Regions from separate parts of the Danio rerio genome. Here region 2 is linked to region 1. The links are chromatin contacts, called in public Micro-C maps. All regions are on one chromosome and are shown on one strand. Each heading gives the region's core, a stretch centred on a gene start, on an enhancer-like site or on the middle of the called end of the contact. The rest is flanking DNA. Distances are from core to core; before and after follow the strand shown.

Evidence for each region. Hi-C and Micro-C count contacts between places; a contact is called where the count stands out from the background.
Region 2: a contact with region 1 is called in a Micro-C map of caudal fin, with 4 times the contacts expected there. The contact joins the promoter of tle3b here to the promoter of anp32a in region 1. A contact is called at or near these places in 2 of 18 Hi-C or Micro-C datasets (caudal fin and an unstated tissue) and 1 of 4 datasets of contacts at active chromatin or transcription factors (embryo).

The regions. Positions count from the first base shown.
Region 1 is chr7:33,400,358-33,404,237 of GRCz12tu, reverse strand. It overlaps anp32a (acidic (leucine-rich) nuclear phosphoprotein 32 family, member A), which reads left to right and starts at 1,856. Exons shown (of 7, transcript NM_199986.1): 1 at 1,856-1,996. The coding sequence starts at 1,943.
Region 2 is chr7:33,738,804-33,742,483 of GRCz12tu, reverse strand. tle3b (TLE family member 3, transcriptional corepressor b) reads left to right here and starts at 2,055. Exons shown (of 20, transcript NM_131780.1): 1 at 2,055-2,129; 2 at 2,805-2,905; 3 at 3,165-3,228. The coding sequence starts at 2,106.

The DNA of each region.
Region 1 (3,880 bases), core at 607-3,106:
GCAACTATCTAAAGCTTCTCGGCGAGTGTCACATGATATCCGCGATCCCCATGGACATTTCTCAAACCAGTGAAGTCTACCCCGCAAAAACTAGTTTCTTGAACGTTCATTTCTGACTCGCATGACCAAACATGTTCGTGCACGTTTGCTAATCTTCTACGCTTTGTCCTGGTGACGTTCCTCGCCTTTCACGCACGAAAGTTAGCCGTCGGTGGTGTGAAAAGGAGTGCGTGTGTGCCACAAAGCGTGCGAATGCGATTTGGCTCTGCGCACATCGTGCACGCACTCTGCAATGCAATCCACACACACACACACTGACACACACAGTTGATGCAGTACTGCTAGCAAGGGCGTTCAGACAACGAGTGAGACACACCCAGAGGAAAAATGGTCTCAACTAATGCGCAAGTACAATCAAAAGGGCTTGAGAGCAGCCCGCTTGCGCGGGTTGGAGTCAGTGGCCAGATCGAGAGAAGAAGATTTTTTTTTCTGTTGTCTTCAAGGGCAAAATGTCCTGGTGTGAAGTGATTTCGAAATAACGTTGTAAAACGACAAATTCGCCAGTGAAATGCGCTCTCTCAACAAACAACCCAGCCGGTGCACTTGTGAAAACAATCATGCGCCAAGCAGTTGCTCTACAGTTGTTTCTAAGGGGTAGCGGAGCGACACACAGACATGACATCAAATATAGGTAAAGTCTGCTGCTTTTTGTTCGTTTTAAAAGTCAATAAATGGTATTATAATTATTTGAATGTGTTGTATTTTGCGAATTAAGATGGCGCCGGGAACAGTCAGGTGACCTTGTTTTTTTCCCCCTCAATACCAACAATAGTCAAAGCGAGAAGCGGAAGTGAATGCTCCCCCTGAAATACGATTGGCCGGTTTGAACTGTAGGAAAAAGCGTGGGCTCGTGGTTGGAGTGTGCGATGTGGCAGTCAAGTGCATGTGACAAACTTGTTTTTAATAAGACTGGTAACTTATGGGCTCTGCCGTATAGCTGGGCTCGGATGTAATAATTAAACTACGTCGATTCATGTCATATCACCACTTACAGCGTTAGAGATGTCGGGATGTTACAATCTGTACGTCTCATACTGTTATGCAACAGTCACTTTGTTCGCTTTCACTAATTATGATCCATATGTTAAAACCATCATGTTGTTTACATATCAGCATTTATCTAAGCGGGGACAAAAACGGCCACTGCTTCAATCACACTCATGCTTACACGCAGTGTCGTACTTTGTGTTCACTGTAAACTAGAATATAAGTATTGAAGATTTTAGCGCAGATAGTGTCAGTGGTCGCCACCGTGCATTCCCTCCAAAAGGGGGAGGGGTCGTGTTTTCCTGACGGTCTACCATCCATCAGTCCAAAGTGACTGACTGCACTTACCTGATAGGAAATTATATGCTTCAAAACAGAAAGCAGCACTCTGACTAAATATTTATGTTTACCACCCTCGTTCACACGATCCTTGCGGGCTTCATTGCGTTTAATTTTATTAATTTCAAAGCGCCTTGGTAGACAAATAACTCGTTTATCTTCAACTTAGCGTACATAACCCCACTCAAAACTAAAGCAACTACCATAACCTCTATTTAGTATCTGGCGCCTTCGCCAGTTCGGTTGATTTTATCGCATAGATGTCACCCTAAAACAGATTCGCAGGATCAACCTAACTGTTCCTGTAACCCCACCCAGTTTGTAATCGGCCGCTGATTGGCCGTCAGCTCAGTTGTGAGTGTTTTCACATTCCGTTGCGCGTTTCTAATTGGTCGCTGGTGACGACAATCCCACACCCAACTCCCACCTTCTGAGGCATCATGTTTGTGAGACTCGCAATAGCTAGTTTGTTAAGAGGCTATAGCTGAATGTGCAGCAAAGACTCCAAGTCTAACTGCGCTCTTTGGTTTAAATCACTCATTTAGAGTTCACAGAGATGGATATGAAAAAGAGAATTCACCTGGAGTTGCGGAACCGGACGCCGTCAGACGTAAGCATCTTTATTAATTGCTGAGTGATATGATTTTATTAAAACTGTTGGTTAGAGTAGTTCTGCGTGGATGGACAACACTAGATGTGCACGCGTCAAGTTGATGTCTTGAATGAAAAGTTTGCGGCGACTTTGTTGCGAGCCTAGAGCCTTGGATGTTGTTATCTCAGTCTACCTTCACGCGGCCCATAAGTTTACCAGTTTTCCCGACGAATTTCCCCAACTTTCGCGAGACCTTTTGGTGATGCTGTGGTCTGAGACTGCAAGAGCTGCATGCATTCAGTGTATAAACAAGGGAAGCGGCGTGAGAAGCCATATTTGTAACTTTGTAGCCCCTGAACGCGCCCTTTTCCTTTGCATCCTCAGTGCTGCAAAAGTCGCCCGCCGTCAGTTCATGCCTCTCTCACACTTTCGCACATCCATTTTCAATTCAACATTCATACTTGCCAGTCACAGTGGTCGTTGGCCAGTTCGGTAACTTGTTGTGGGACGCATTTTGTGGATTGCTGTGCAGACGATTTGACAGATAGCTCGCGATAACCCGATCGGTCAACTAAATTTGGTGGCATCTCTCCAGCAAACGGCTTTTATTGACGGATTTGAGCCGGAATGGAAAACATTTTCGTTTCTCAATCAAAGAAAGTTGTGTAAATACTTAGGCGGGATCTTTCCGTGGGCTTTCGGCACGTTGCTAATCATCGCGTATTTGGTTTGGTTATGACTGTAAAAACATATGAACACATTTGTTGTTGGCTATAGAAAGAATCGTGTCAGAGTGTATCTTGTTGCGTAAAGGTTCCCAAGCCTATTTAAAACTGCATATGTCGACGACATTGCCAGAATGCAAAACCCAAATCGGTATTCCCTCTTTCACTTGTGTCCTCCGTGTTTATCTTACGATATCTGAAGTGTAACCACGTTCTCTGATGAATTCAGAGCAACAATAATCAGGGACCCCGTCATTGCCCCATTACGCATACCCCAATACGCTGTAATAGAACTCGTAATTAAAATGTCATAACCGTGTTCTGGCCACTTCTGTGCGTCTCCACTGGCTGGATAAAGAGATTTTTAGCCGTGTGGCTCGGCTTGTTATTGACAGACTGGGCGCTTATGTGAGCGCTACGCAACTTGAAGCTGCGCTGCTCTAGTTGCAAGATCTAGGACAAGCCGCCATTTTAACCAGCAACAAAGACGCACGATATTTAATCGAGCAGAGAATCGTCGCCGCCTTCGTCTCCGTGCTTTGAACCGAGCAGAGGCGCTGAATACCGAGAGCCGAGCCCGTTTAAAGCCGGGACATTTAATTTTTATTCCGTGAAAGTCAATACCTTTCGCTTAAAGAGCGAGTCCGTTGCATTATCATGCGCCTCTCTGCCCCTCCTACTCGTGAATTCTTGGGTCCGTCCTCGTGTCTTCGCTCTTCCAAGACAATGTAATGCATTTGTGTAACACCCAGGCTATCGTTTACGCGTCTTCGCTTTGCTGTTCCAGCACGCACTATAGTAAAATGTTCTCCCAATGAGAAAACAATGTACGCCGCTTGTTGCGGAGTCAGCCATTTTGTTGGATGGAGAGTCAAATGTGAGGTTTTGTCAAAGCACCCAAACACGCACCCCTATCTGTTACTGTAGACCGCATGCTGAAGTAAACTTAACAACTGAATGGCGCCCGACTCGGTCGTGGCGTGTTTATTGTGCTCAGTTTTTTTCTATCTTTAGCCAATTATCTTCGAGGATGAATGTGTTGTATGCCATATAAAAGTAATTTCTGAGAATTATAAACCATTTAAACGAAATTTCTTTTACACTAATGTGTATTTTAAATGACATTTCCTACGTGGGAATCAATAAAATAATCGACTAAAACATACTTAGAGGACAC
Region 2 (3,680 bases), core at 806-3,305, 340 kb before region 1:
GTTGGCTACGCTGAACCAGCCTTTGAGTGGAATAAATGTTTTGTTTTGTGGTAATGCGACTTGCATAGAGAAAAAAATCAAACTGATATTTAGCCCCTACTAGCTTTTCCCTCTTTTGTTTTACGCAGGGCTCTTTTTACCACATGGTAGTGACAGATTGTTTGAGCTGGAAGGAAAAGCCATTCGAAGCTAATTAAGCAGCCATTCCAAGCACTATTCGCAGGCGGGAGGCTGAGAGGCACAGGCATTTGTCAGCGCTCTACCCCTCGTGGGCTTGATTGACAACTTAGGTCTCGAACTGACAACCCGTGTCGCTCTAAGCCAATCAGACGCTCGCCAGCGCTCTGATTGGTCAGCATGCTCTGAACGAGGCGCTGAGCCCCACGTGGGTCTGAGCAACACATGATAGGTTGAGTTTTTTTTCCGGGCGCAGACGTGGGCACGGAGGGTGTTGCTGAGCAGACAGCGTGAATCAAGTAATGAGGGCTGATTTCACAGATTATGCTGTTAATTTGAGTTACATTCAAAATCGGTAGCATAACTATACATTGGCAATGAGGGTGCTCTCTCGCTTCATTTTGTTATCCACGTTAGGCGCCCTTGAAAGGGACAAAGGGGGACATTTGAAGGATGTTTAGACTCAAGTTGCTCACATTTTTTTAAATCACGGACAAATTCGCAGTTTGTTGAAATCATGACATTTAAACATGATGGGAACATAAAAAGAGCAAGTAATTATAAACAGATTCCATACGACTGGGGTTCCCTTTAAAACGCAGATATATGTTCGTAAATCAGCGAATAGAAGCAAAATTGCAGGCAGTTTCTTTTGTAATATGTATTTCTGAGGCTACAATCTATCTCTTGAGATTTCAGTTGGTGGCTAGACTTCGAACAATCGTCGCTCATGTAAGTTGTTTGTCTACGGGGAAAGCAACCTATTTAGAGCCAAAATGGCGAACATGAGGTCAGGTGTTTATTGGCCAATCAGCGCGCGCAAAACGGACGTGCCCCACGTGGGATCTAATATCTGATTGGTCGGATGCGTTGAAGTCCTGTTCGAGATTTGATTGGTCGTGTTCGGTTGTTCTCGCGGTAGTTGAGCCCGCGTGTCAGTGGGCAGTCTGTGTGTGGTACTGCGAGTGTTGGAGAAACTAGGCAAAGCGACTGCGAGCGGCTGGCTCGTACGAGGCAAACTTTTCGCCATCAAACCATTTTTAAACAAGCAATCAAATAGGGATTGGGAGAATTTATCAACACCCTGAGAACTGTGTTCAAGCAAGTCTTAACAGAGGAAAACAATCTCGAAGCGATTGTTAGGCGCTGCTTTTTTCTTCTAGGGTTGGGATTGATTCCCAACCAGCGCCTAATACTGATCGTATAAGGTCACGAGTGGAGGACTTCGACGTTTCCTCGGTGCAAGGAATTATTGCTGCATTTACCTTCGCGGAAAGGGATTTTATGGAGACTGAAGGTAACGCGGAAGATAACTTTCACAACAATCCACTCGTAATTTAGTCAGTCGATTTAGCAATTAAGCACTCTTCATGCTTTGTTCCTGTTTTGTAGTTTACAAAGCTGCTGCCGTGAATATTTATCCCAGACCAAGCTAAAGAAAGAGTCTGTTTGACCCATTTATCCAGGAATTGATTGGGTTTCTATTGCTGTATTTCTGACATTGTTCTGTAATCTTGTCTGGTTACATTCAAGCAAACAGCAGTCAGGTAATCTTGTTATTGCGAGAAGACTCATAAGCAGCTTGTTAGTCGCAGCTCGCAGAGCAGATGACAAGCAGCAAATGTGTGTTTGCCTCGCTCGACACAACTATTCTGTGTTTACAGCACACGCGCAGCTGAACGCTTGACTCTTATTGGAGATAATGAACCAACGCGCTGTGTTTTTGTCTTGCTCCTCGCCTGTGTGAAGGATAAAGGGGTTAAACCGGGGATCAGGAGCGGGAGAAGCGCGTGCATCGGGTGGACGGACCGGGCTTTGTGTGTCCGCGAGTGCTGGGAGGGGTGACGGACGGGCTCTCTCTCATCTACTCGGATTACTGAAGAGCGCCACATCCCCTGGATCTTCTCCTCGGAAGGGATACATTCAAGATGTATCCGCAGGGCCGGCATCCGGTGAGTATCATAAATTATGATATTGATGCTTTGTGTCCTCGACAGACGCGCTCCTCGAGCGCTGGGCTCGCGCACTATTGTGCCGCGCGGTGTGCCCTTTATTTCTGCTCAAACTAAACGAGGCGGAACTTGCTTCTATCGTTGGTTTTCATGTGAGTTTAAAGTGGAAATGTGTACGGGAAAGAACTGAGGAGGAGAATCAGCTGCTAGTTTGCTTTTATTATTATTATTTCTTCCTCCGGGGCTGTTTAGACGCAGTGACCCGTCTGTGTCACGCCGACCGCTGCTCAGTGTGTGAGGCTTTTCCCACCAGAGTCTCAAAACCACCGGCAGGCCGAGCTCGAGGGAGCGCCTGGGCACTTCTGACAAACCGCAGTTCAGCTCCGATGAAATATCATTTCCCTGAAAATCAGGAAGCATGAAATGTGTTATTGACACCCGTGACTTGTTCAGACACTCAGCGAAAGTAAAACCTGAGACCCACGGACTGCTCTGAAAGGAGTAATGGAGAAGGTCGTTGGTTGTTTTGGTTATGGTGGTAGGAAGTCAAAGCTATAGTGACATTCCGAAAACACGGAATGTTGGTGTAATGGCATATTGCATCAGTGGCTAGGCTGTATTAATAATGCTTTTTCTTTGCAGCAGTTCACATAAATGATTGATATTATTTTTCAGGCACCTCACCAGCCTGGCCAGCCGGGCTTCAAATTCACTGTAGCAGAATCTTGTGACAGAATCAAAGACGAGTTTCAGTTCCTTCAAGCTCAGTACCACAGGTAAATATCTCTGCTCGCTGAGCTGTATGCGTGTCATGTGTTTATCAGAATAGGGTTTGTGTAAATTAACCTCGAGTTCATAGGAACTACAAGTATAGTGCCTTCATTTCACTATATGAAAAGTGCTTTAATGTTTGGGGTTTCATGGAAATCCGTGTAAAATCAGCAGTAGTTTGTGATGTGAGCCAATACGTTGCATGTGATCTGTGGCTTTGGCATTCACTAAGAAGTCATTCTGGATCTTTCTCTCTCTTAACAGTCTTAAAGTGGAGTACGACAAACTGGCCAATGAGAAGACTGAGATGCAGAGGCATTATGTTATGGTAAGAGCTTGTTTTTTTTTTTTTTTTTTTTTTTTTTAATCTGCTGATCTTTTGTTCCTTGAAAACATCAATAGGGCCACCAGCCAGCTATCTGAGCTAATGTTTAGTGTCCACTACCCCTATTTATTGTGTTGGTGTTTGCATTGATTGCACTAAAGGATCAGTGTTGGGGAGTGTGGGTGTTTTTATTTGTTGTAAAATGCCTGGAGGGTGTTTTGGGCAAGGTGTTGCTGCTTGTTCCGTTCGCTTTGACCTAAGGGGCTGAGTGTCTAAGTGAAAGAAAAGGTAGCCAAATTCAGTTTGATAATCAAGTTTAGCATTTCAAGAGTGCTCTCTGACTAAATTTGTTCAATACAAGAAAATAAATAAGAATACGAAATGTAATGTCGTTCAGTAAATGTAAACAAGAATATTCATTGGGCTGTTTGTGATCTCTGCTAACCAATAAAATA